3 separate regions of the Mus musculus genome follow, and regions 1 and 3 are each linked to region 2. A link is a contact called in public Hi-C and promoter capture Hi-C data. All regions are on one chromosome and are shown on one strand. Each heading gives the region's core, a stretch centred on a gene start, on an enhancer-like site or on the middle of the called end of the contact. The rest is flanking DNA. Distances are from core to core; before and after follow the strand shown.

Region 1 (3,101 bases), core at 451-2,950, 140 kb after region 2:
CCCTTGTCAATTTGACAACACAGTCATATCTCCTTATGTACAAATGAAAACAATAACCAAGTCATTTTAATGACTGTATTCAGTTGTCTTCTGAATCCCACATAGCTGGGTGCTTGACAGACACCTTAGACTTCCTGAAATTTCCTATCTTAGCCAGAGCTACTTTTTCACTCAAGTGACACAAGACAGGAACCTATCCCCTCCCCTATACTGTGTAAAACCACCTTTGCAATCTCAGTCAAGATAGCTCCATCCTGATTCTTTCCTGCCTGGAATCTTGCTTATTGATCTCTATCTGACCTCAGGTACACTGCTGCAAAGTGATGTTTTAAAATGCAAGTCTAGGGACTGGAAAGTTCACTGAATTAAGAGCATTGCTGCTCTTCCAGAGGAACCAAGTGCAGGCCTCAGTACCCACCTCAGGCAACTCATAACTGTCTGTAACTGACACTCGAGAGGAACCAGAACCACCTCTGACAGCCACAGACCTGTGCATAAACATAAAGAGCAATTAAAAATAAGAGGTTTTTAAAAAATGCAAATCTAGCGCTGGTGCAGTAGTTTAGTGTTTGGTAAAGACCCTTGCTGCCAAGGCTGATGGCCTGAGTTTAATCTCCAGGGTGACACGATAGCGGGAAAGAGCCGACTCCAGTGAGGCCTCTGTGCACTCGCGATCAGATGTGATAAGTAAGAGCAGATATACAAATGTGGTTGTGTTTAATTCTTTTAGTAGCTTTCAGTTGCCCATAGAATTAAGATCCAGTTCCCTAGAAGGTGCATGAGGCCTTTCCTCCTGACTGTCTCCTGTTGCTTCATGCCCAGTCTACTTTCAAACCCACACTGAGATAGTTTCAGGGTCCCAGACTTATGTGCCCTTTGCCTTGATGGTATGTGTTCTCAGAGCATTGCTTTTCAGTGCTCTGTGAGGTGGTCTTGTAGCCACTTTTGCAGTGGCTAAAGTTTCAGATCTCACCCAGGATGTGGTGGTGGCGGCAGTGTAGCTGACAAACCTGGAGTGGGTCCTAGCCGCTTTTTAAACAAAGAGGATGCTTCCACAACCAGGATTCCTGGACTTGGGGACATGGAGAGGAGAGTAGCAGTTCTGTTGTTCCCTGTTCTTCTAGCAGCTGCTGATTAAACTCAGCCCCAGATTCCCTTTGGTCTGTACTTCTGTGACAATCCGATATCCACCTCAGCCTTTATTTGTTTTAATTTACTTATATCCACAGGCAAGTTAAGAAAGGGCATTAAGTACCATTGATTCCCTCAAAGAAGAAATAAATTATCAGCTCGTTCAAAGTGATTCTTGTTTCCCGCCCAAAAACATAAAAACAAAAAACAAAAAAGCCATGGCGGTGCATGCTTTTAATCCCAGCACTCAGAAGGCAGAGGTAGACAGATCTCTGAGTTTGAAGCCAGTCTGCTCTATACGGTGAGTTCCAGGACAGCCAGGGCTACACAAAAACCCTGTCTCAAAAAACAAACAAATAAAACCAACCCTTATCTTAGCTGTAATTTTAGAATCTTCCTATGCCCTCAGAATGTTTCCCTGCATGTAATGTTAGATTTAAAAAATTGGCCTTGCACTCGGGAGGCAGAGGCAGGCAGATTTCTGAGTTCGAGGACAGCCAGGGCTATACAGAGAAACCCTGTCTCAAAAAACCAAAAAAAAAAAAAAAAAAAATTTTTTTTTTTTTGGCTAAATTGGGGCTGGAGCGGTGACTCAGCAGTTTCTGAGTTCAGTTCCCCTCACCCACATGACTGTTCACAACTGTCAATAACTCTCATCCCATGGGATCCAATTCCCTTTTCTGGTGTGCAGATATACATGCAGACAAAACATCCTTATACAGAAAATACATAAATAATTAATTTTTAAAATCTAAGCTAAATTATTATTAATTTTGAGGGGATAAATAATTACTTTTTAAAAGATTGTTCATAGAATAATTATGGTTTCTTGCCATTTTTAACTGAAAATTTCAGGTGACAAAGGGTCACACCAGTTTTCAGAGGATAGCAGAATGGTTCAGAGCTGATTGGGATTTCTCTGTCCCTCTCTGTCCCTGCAGGTCTCCGTGTGGTGTAACTCCTTATGCACTCAGTATTCTCAGACTCTTAGGTTTCTCGACTGCGTTTTTAAATGGTGAAGACTCTTGTTGTGACTTCTTTGCCTTTTCTGGAATGTGTTACCTTGTTCTACTTGTATTTGTCTCTTCTCCCTTACTTAGTTATCTTAGGATTTGTGTTGTTTCTGAAGCCATAGCTCTGGCTTGTTTCTTCCTGAATGTCTCTGCGGTTTGGTTTGAGTACCTGGCTTTGGGCATCATTCCTGAAGCTGGGCTTCCTCTCTCCTTGTGACTTGTTGGAGGATGGAAATCTGTATTTTCTGAGTTCGTTTCTTTTTAATATTATGTGTGGGTGTGTCTCCTCCCTCCCCCTTCTCTTTTAAAAGACGGGAAAGAAAGCAGTGAAGGCCGTTCTGTGGGTGTCAGCGGATGGGCTCAGAGTTGTGGACGAGAAAACTAAGGTAAGAGTTTTGTGAGTTTAAATGCTGCTTCTCATGTGATTTCTCTCTAGTGATAAAATGCCATTAAGTGTTGTAGTAGCTCTATAAGATCCTGCCACTGTGTCCACAGTACAGCCTTTGAGAGACTGTTTCAGTGTCCAGGAAACTAGTTTAGTAACTCGTTTACTTTATGAACTGAATCTCTCAGCATTTTGTTGTACATGATGTAGCGTATCTTATGTACCCAGCATTAATATTTCATGCTAAGATGTGAGTTCTGTTTTTATTCTGTTTACTTTTTTCAGATCCTTGAATATAAAAGGTAATGTATCTTTTACTGTAGTTTTTAGATGACAGGCCACATGTTTACTGTGCCTTGTTCCTTAGGAAATGTCTTAGTGCTGAATGAACCGGCTGCTGAGAGCCCTGAGAGGCGAGGGCCACTGTAGGTTCACACGGTATTCTAGGTAGCACTCATTTGAGAGAAAGGGACCCTGAACGCCCAAGATATGCATGGTCAATTAATCAGTAATAAATTTTCTTAAGACCTAAAGTCAGGAAATGCTTTTTAACCAGAAGTTAATTTGGATAA
Region 2 (3,168 bases), core at 44-2,543:
TTGCACTGCCAGAGGCAGTACAGCCTCCAGGAAGTCACCCCATGTATTGCGCTGGTAGGTGGACAAGGTGAGGTGTAGGGAGTGGACTCCATCCTGACATTCAGCTTGGTGAATGAAGCCCCGAGGAAAATAGAGCAGGTCTCCAGGTTCCAGTACCGTTTGCAGCACAGGCTCACCAAGGTCCTCCTGGCTGAAGTTGGGACTAGATGTCAGGGCCAACTCCTCACTCGGGTCCCGCGGTCGGTAGACGCGCCAGAGTTTCCGACCTTCCAGCTGCAACACGAAAGCCTCGATGTCATCGTAGTGAGGAGCAAAGCCCTGCGAGTCCGGGGGCGTGAGGTAGACGTTGGAGCCCGCCATGCTGCCAAACTGCTCCTGGAGCACGGCCAGAAACTGCCACACGGTGGGCGAGAAGGCTTGCGGGCACAGGAGGCGCAAGGAGCAGCCGGCTCGGTACAAGGACCACGCGGCGGCGGGAAGCGCGCGGCCCGGCGGGTTCAAGGTCTCCCGCCGTCCATCGACGTAGCGCGCGGCGTCCAGATGCTGCCCGAATTGCACGTCCTCGTAGCGCAGCATCGAGTCCAGGTCGGCGGTGGAGAAGAGACCCTCGTAGTAGCTGCGGTCCTGCCGCCGCACCAGCACCGCCTCCCGCTCCCACAGCCGCCGGTAGAAGTGGTCCGGAGGCAGGGGCGCCAGGAGCCACTCGAAGAGGCGGGCGGCGCGCCTCCGGCTGCTGGGGATGCCGTTCAGCTCCGTCAGTACCTGCTGCAGCGGCGAAGCCCGGGGTCGCCCCGGCTCATCCGCGTGCGAGCCCGGCGGCGGCGGAGCGGCCGTCCCCAGGTTCCGGGAGAGCGCAGCCCATCCCTCCACGCGGCTCGGCAGCGTCGCCGAAGCCGACCTCGGGCGCGCTGACACCGGCCGCGGCTCCGCCGACCGCGAGGCCTCCAGCAGCTCTGCCGGCCTCTTCCGCTTGCCCCGAACCGAGGCCACCGCCACTTTCGAGTCCGAGTCCTCGCTCCGGAGCGCGCGAGCTCTCAGCGCGGCCACGCGGGACGCCGCCGCACTTTTCCGGTGCCTTCGGATCTTCCGGGGCCGCAAGGGCAGGGCCAAGACCGACGCGCCGCGGGGCTGCGACTGCGGGTGCCGCCGGCGCCTCCCCCGCCCGCGCTTCAGCAGCGCCGCACCGTTGCCATTCGGTAGCTCGTCCATAGCGGGGCGGCCGGCGGGTCCCACGCTTCCGCGGCCGTGGTGCTTTCTGGGAAGGGGGCGAGTCCTTCGGCATTCCCTGGGTAGGCCAAGCCTACCGTCTTCCTGGGTCCTACAGCTAGCCCGGTTTGTCACCTTTTAAAACCGCGGTAGTATGCACTGGCAAGGCAAAATTCTCTACCAGATAAAGACTCCGTGTAAGAAAAGAAGGCACGAGGCATTTCAAAAGAAAACAACTTCATTCCTCTTTTTTGCTTTTCTGGGACAGAATCTTTCTACAGAAGCCGTAGCTATATAGTCCTAGAACTTATTAGGTGAGCCAAGTTGGCTTTGAACTCACAGAGATTTCTGTCTCTGCCTCGCGATTGCTGGGATTAAAGGTGTGCAGCGCTGAGCCTGGCTTCCTGTTTTAGTCCGCTTTCTCATTTTTGTGGTAGGCATTTTTGTTCCTAGGCAGTTTCCTGGTAGAATGGAATGAAGGCAAAGTTTGATATTCTGTATGAAGCACAGCTCTTACTGGCTCTCTTCACTGCAGAAAACTTCATTGTTAAGCCTCTCCTCTTCTTTTTCCTCTCTCTCCTCAGTTACAAAGCCTTGCCAGGTATGGTGGTTCATGCACGGGGAAGGCTGAGGTTACAGGGTGAGCCGCTTGTAATTAATATTCTTCCTCTGAAAAGGAAGTTAGGGACTTCTCCACTTTGTCAGTGTATTGCTACATAGTCCTTTCTAACCTCAAACTCCTGGGCTTGCCTCTCAATATGACATTGCAATAGGCTGTTTCTCCTCCTCCTCCTCTTCTTCAAGCTTCTGACTTTTTAAAAAGTTTGTGCATGCGTACGTGTATGTCTCAAGGAGGCCAGAGAAATCTCTTAGTACAGTAGTTTGTGGAAATCTCTCTCTGATCCTTGGATAGAGTCGTAAACACTCTTTAACCACTGAACCATCATCTCTAGCCCCCCGCAGACACCGCTTCTGCAAGCATTCTTGTGAGTGTGTGTGTGTGTGTGTGTGTGTGTGTGTGTGTGTGTGTGTGTGTGTGTGTATTTTACATATGTATGTACCACCATGCCTGGCAGAACATAGGTCTTGATTGGGCAGGATGGCAATACTTTCTCAGGGAGTTAGGTAGCTTAAATGAATTGATTGGAACCTGTGATGGTTAACACCGATTGTCAACTTGACAGGTGTTAGTGTTATTTTACATAGTGTGTTGCAGTTTTCCTCTTAACCCAGCTAACTCCCAAAGAATTGAGACTGGACTAGTATATTTACTCAAAAAGCTTTAAGGGCACAACAACTGAGCAGGTTACTCTATTTTAATCCTTTATGCTAATCTAGCACCTTCCCGACAGAATCTTCCTGATACTTGCAGCATTTTAGTACTGATCTGGTTCTCTGGGCTCCCGGACTGCTCTTTGTTTTTTCTTTCTCCTTTTCCTTATCTCTCTTGGAGTCTCTCCTCCCAGCCAATCCCCACTTCCTCTCTCGAACTCTGCAAATGTCCAGCCCTATTCTCTTTCGTGCTCATTCATTGGCTGATCAGTTCTTTACTGACCAATCAGGGAATTATTGTAGAGCAAGTTTTTCACCACATTGAGACATGAGATTCTCAGAATAAGGATTGCAAATATATATGGGGGTACAGAAGTCCACATTTGAATAATTCATGAATAATCTTTACATAGTACACAATAACATTATGACTACAGTCAGGATCTAGAATCACTAAAGAGGCAAGTCTCTGGGCACCTCTGTGAGAGATTGTTTACCTTAGGTTGAAGTAGGAAGACCCGCTGTAAAAGTGAGCAGTACCATCCATCCCATGGGCTGGCGTCCTGGAGTGGGTAAGAGGGGAAAGCAAGCAAGCGATCTGCACAGCGTCTTTATTCTCTGCTCTGAGTGAGGGTGAAGTGTGACTGGCTGCGACCTGCTCCTGCGGCCTCTTCTACCCTACCACGAGGG
Region 3 (3,563 bases), core at 91-2,590, 160 kb after region 2:
CTAGAGCATTAAGAAATCGGAGATTGTAAAAGATGAATGCCTTCCTGCAGCTCAGACTACTAAAATCACTGCCCTGGGTGTCACGTCACATCCGCTGATGCTGGGTTCTATGGGTTGTTTACTCTGAGGCAGGATCTCACTGTGGCCCAGACTGCCTCACACTGTAGCTCTCCTGCTTCAGCCTCTCGAGCCCTGGGATTGTAGGCTTGCAGCACCATTGCAGCACCATTCGCAGCTGCTGTTCTACGGACTTTACAGCTGTGCTTCCGTGCGTGCAGTCAGGGCGGCTGGCCTGAGTCAGTTCTGCCACCCACCAGGGAGGTTCCAGAGAGCACATTCCAGCCATCAGGCTTGCCAGTGAGTGCCTTAACCACTGAGCCATCTCACCAGCTCCCAGCCACTGTTTGCAGCATAGTCTGAGTTTCTCTAGCAACAGATAAGCTCCACAGATTCCTACTTAAGGAAGCATGACTCTTCACTACTCAGAGCAGGCCAGTGAGCTGTGTAAGGAGTGGACCTTTTCAGGCTGTCTGGCTTTTCCATCCCACACCCCTGCATCGCAGCCTATGGCCTCCACCTTGCTGAGTGCTTTTCCCTGGCATTACACTGTGAGCTTCACACACTGATGGTGGTGAAGGCAGCTGTGCCACTGCCACTGCCCAGGAAGATGGACAGCCTGAATGACTGCTCACCTCTCCCCACACACAGACCTGGATTCTAGCAGGAATCCTTGTCTGACTGAGCAGTTACCGTCCCCCTGCCATCACAGACACCCCACCCAGCTGGCTCTGCAGTGCGCTAAGTGGATTCTCTGTACAAATTGAGCACCTCTCACCCAAAATCAAACGTGCTTCGAAACCCGGACAGTTTTGAAAGCTGACATGGCGATTGGGTCTTTGAAGCTTCGGAGCATTTCAGAACTTTAGGTTAGGGACGTTCAATTAGTAAAGTCTACAAATACTTAATAGCTTAAAACACTTTGGTCCAAAGCATTTCAGATAAAAGGTCCTCGGTGCAGTAGATACTATAGAGGGGAGGTGTAAAGGGTTCCTCTTCTTCACAGCAGCCTGTGGTCATATCAGACAGACCCTGCTGAGCACTACAAGGGAAGCCGGCACTGGCAGCTGCTGGGGCTCAACCCTGGATTTCTGAGAGGGGCAGGATCTGAAAGACGACTCCCTCTGCAAGCCATGTCTTACCATCCCTTCTCCCCAGCAAACTATCCAGACCTGGCGCCACAGCCAGCCTTCATCCCTGCTGCCACACAGGCTGGGCATTTGGCTGGAAGCGGGAGCAGCTGGCACAGCAGAAGCTGGAGTAATATTCATTGCCACAGAGCTGGGCCTGCAGGATCAACGCACAGTTGGCCAGCTCCGGCTGGTCGATGCAGTCCTTGCCTAGGTCCCTGGACTGTGCGGCTGGCGCTGCAGGACAAGGAGAGAAAGGGCTGAGGCAGCTCTCGCTGCAGCCTCTCACAGGCCCTCCTGTGACCCTTATCTGCGGCCTATGCCCAGTGCACAGCCTTTTCCAGGCTTTCCTATTTCTGGCTAGACCATCGACGGCTCCACATTTAACTTCCTGCCCTACTGTCTGGAACTGCAAAGCCAATGACAGCTATATGGGCCCAGATTGGCAGGAAAGATCAGTAGGGTCAGTCCTAGGGAAACCGGAAGTCAGTAAGCCATTGCCATCTTCCTATTGCTACTGGGTTCCACCAACCTCCCAGCTTGCATCTGTCTCCTATATCCCCATCTTTCCTGGTTTCCACCCGAGAACGTGATGAATCTTCAAAGTTCTAAGACTACACGGAGGCCCAAGCCCGCGTGCCACCCTCAATATCCTACGAGTGTCTGGTGATTGTTAAGAATTTGATTCCACTCTCTCATCCTACAATTACCCCCCTTCTCTCTGCAGGCTCTTGCAGCACTGTCCCTACCACCAGGCACACAGCAAAAACCTGAGTGCTGTCTGCTGCCCTGGCCCCACAGCCGTGTCCTCCCCTCAGAAAATGAGGCAGACAGAATGGTTAGCAGACAGCCTTTGTCCCCACAATATATCCTATTCACTTAACCCTTGGGCAGAACAAGCCAGGGTGAGAAAAGCCTAAGCCAACTAACTCCAGTGCTCCCAGTCATGAGACACTCACTATGTGACTCCAAACCAACGAGTTAGAACAGATCTGCAGCCTGGTCAGTGAAAGGAATACAGACAGGCTGGGGGGGGACAGCCGGGCTTCTGGAGAGATGCCTCCAGAATATGGAACATATTCTTAGCCACATGCAGCAGAGAGCAAAAGAGGCCTGTGGCCGTGGGTGGTGTCTGGGAGATCAGCTTGGCAGCCACACATCACCAAAAGCCTAAAAGCCTACTAGCCACCATTGTCAAACAAGCTTCCCTCACTGTAGACACATCTACGGCTGATCACAAATGTAAACATCCAGGTCCCCTTGAGGAGTTTGGTAGTGTGGTAGGTTTTGTCTTAAGTCAGGATAATGTTCTAGAATTCATAGGCATGTGTCACCATGTATCACCATGCTCAGATCCTCAGTCTCCTAAGGTCTCTTCTCTTCACCACAGTAAATCTGCATTCTGGGTTTTCCTGGTCTTATTAGTTTGATCAGTGTATAGATGAGTAGGATTTTCTAGAAACATCAAAGGTAGAAGTCCTGCCATATGGGACTTTGACCAGAGTGTGGTCACACAGGCACACACAGTCACAGCCGTGTGAGTCTCCATATTGCAGAGCACTTGTCTGGGCCCTAGGGTCCCAGGGAGCTCACAGAGGGAAACCTGAGTGTCAGTCTCACAAAGCAACACTGTAGCAGACACCTTCAACCCCTGGCCAGTTCTCACCCGCAGTCTGGCATCCAGGAGGACAGCCAGGCCTGCCCCGGTGGCACGGCAATGTTCAAGCACACCAGGCAGTTGGTACCATTACCGCCAAGCCAAGAACCCTTTCTCTGGCATCTTCGGGATGCACCTCAGGTTATGAGAACTGGCTGTTTGACTGGAGGCTCTGAGCTGTTTGATGTTCCATCTCCCTGAAACACTAAGACCTGTGGAGAGCACTGTGAGGGGCCCCTCCTGCCCTGTCACTTAAACACAGAGCCCCTGCAAGTTTGAACATCAAACAGTCCTGCTTCACGAGTTCTGAGATGGAGCTTAAGAGAACAGGCACAGTAGCACCTTGGAAGCAGAGGCAGGGAGATTAAAGGTGAGACCAGCGTTGGCTACATAACAAGTTCAAGGTCAGCCTGGGCTACATAAGTTAAGTAAAATCAGGAGTCAAAAAGCCTGGGCTTGAGTCCCAGCTGGCCACAAATCTGCTGTGTGAACAAGTGGGAACACCCTGCAGCTCTCTGGCTGCCTGTCTCGTGGAAAAAGGATGAGGGTGACTGTATCCTATTACATGCCTAGATGATCAAAAACACACGTTTCCATCCTACAGCCATTTTTTATATAAATTTTTAATCTTTATCTTTAAATTACAAACTGTACGTGATTTGGAAAGGAGACTGTGCCAACAATGATCAAAGAATCTGTCCTCTGCCTTTTCTATTTAT

The links. Promoter capture Hi-C pulls out the DNA fragments that hold promoters and counts their contacts. A called contact is a pair of places that touch in the nucleus more often than the background predicts.
Region 1: a contact with region 2 is called in a Hi-C map of bone marrow-derived macrophages, with 39 read pairs. The contact joins the enhancer-like site here to the promoter of Riox1 in region 2. A contact is called at or near these places in 14 of 39 promoter capture datasets (the 3T3-L1 cell line, 3T3-L1-derived adipocytes, the C10 cell line and 9 more), 1 of 15 datasets of contacts at CTCF or cohesin (large pre-B cells), 13 of 484 Hi-C or Micro-C datasets (CD4 T cells, the N1E-115 cell line, bone marrow-derived dendritic cells and 8 more), 7 of 115 datasets of contacts at active chromatin or transcription factors (bone marrow-derived macrophages, cardiomyocytes, embryonic stem cells and 3 more) and 4 of 9 other capture datasets (adipose tissue, bone marrow-derived macrophages, liver and 1 more).
Region 3: a promoter capture Hi-C map of liver shows a contact between it and region 2. The contact joins the enhancer-like site here to the promoter of Riox1 in region 2. A contact is called at or near these places in 10 of 39 promoter capture datasets (the 3T3-L1 cell line, 3T3-L1-derived adipocytes, the C10 cell line and 6 more), 4 of 484 Hi-C or Micro-C datasets (CD4 T cells, bone marrow-derived macrophages, embryonic stem cells and 1 more), 10 of 115 datasets of contacts at active chromatin or transcription factors (acute myeloid leukemia, bone marrow-derived macrophages, embryonic stem cells and 5 more) and 3 of 9 other capture datasets (adipose tissue, bone marrow-derived macrophages and liver).

Annotation. Positions count from the first base shown.
Region 1 is chr12:83,810,715-83,813,815 of GRCm38.p6, reverse strand. It overlaps Numb (NUMB endocytic adaptor protein), which reads left to right. Exons shown (of 10, transcript NM_001136075.2): 4 at 2,456-2,530. Among named protein-coding and RNA genes, the nearest start is that of Gm46367, 10 kb to the left of the region's middle. Within about 2 kb of position 1,700, at least 13 of the 459 cell types and tissues checked have an H3K27ac peak or open chromatin away from gene starts, as enhancers often do. A contact at or near this core is called in bone marrow-derived macrophages, where this site is marked.
Region 2 is chr12:83,948,733-83,951,900 of GRCm38.p6, reverse strand. Riox1 (ribosomal oxygenase 1) reads right to left here and starts at 1,293. Exons shown (of 1, transcript NM_023633.3): 1 at 1-1,293. The coding sequence starts at 1,209. All of the region lies in intron 16 of Heatr4 (HEAT repeat containing 4), which reads left to right.
Region 3 is chr12:83,789,693-83,793,255 of GRCm38.p6, reverse strand. Papln (papilin, proteoglycan-like sulfated glycoprotein) reads right to left here. Exons shown (of 27, transcript NM_130887.3): 27 at 872-1,424. The coding sequence ends at 1,249. Among named protein-coding and RNA genes, the nearest start is that of Papln, 28 kb to the right of the region's middle. Within about 2 kb of position 1,340, at least 31 of the 459 cell types and tissues checked have an H3K27ac peak or open chromatin away from gene starts, as enhancers often do. A contact at or near this core is called in forebrain and liver, where this site is marked.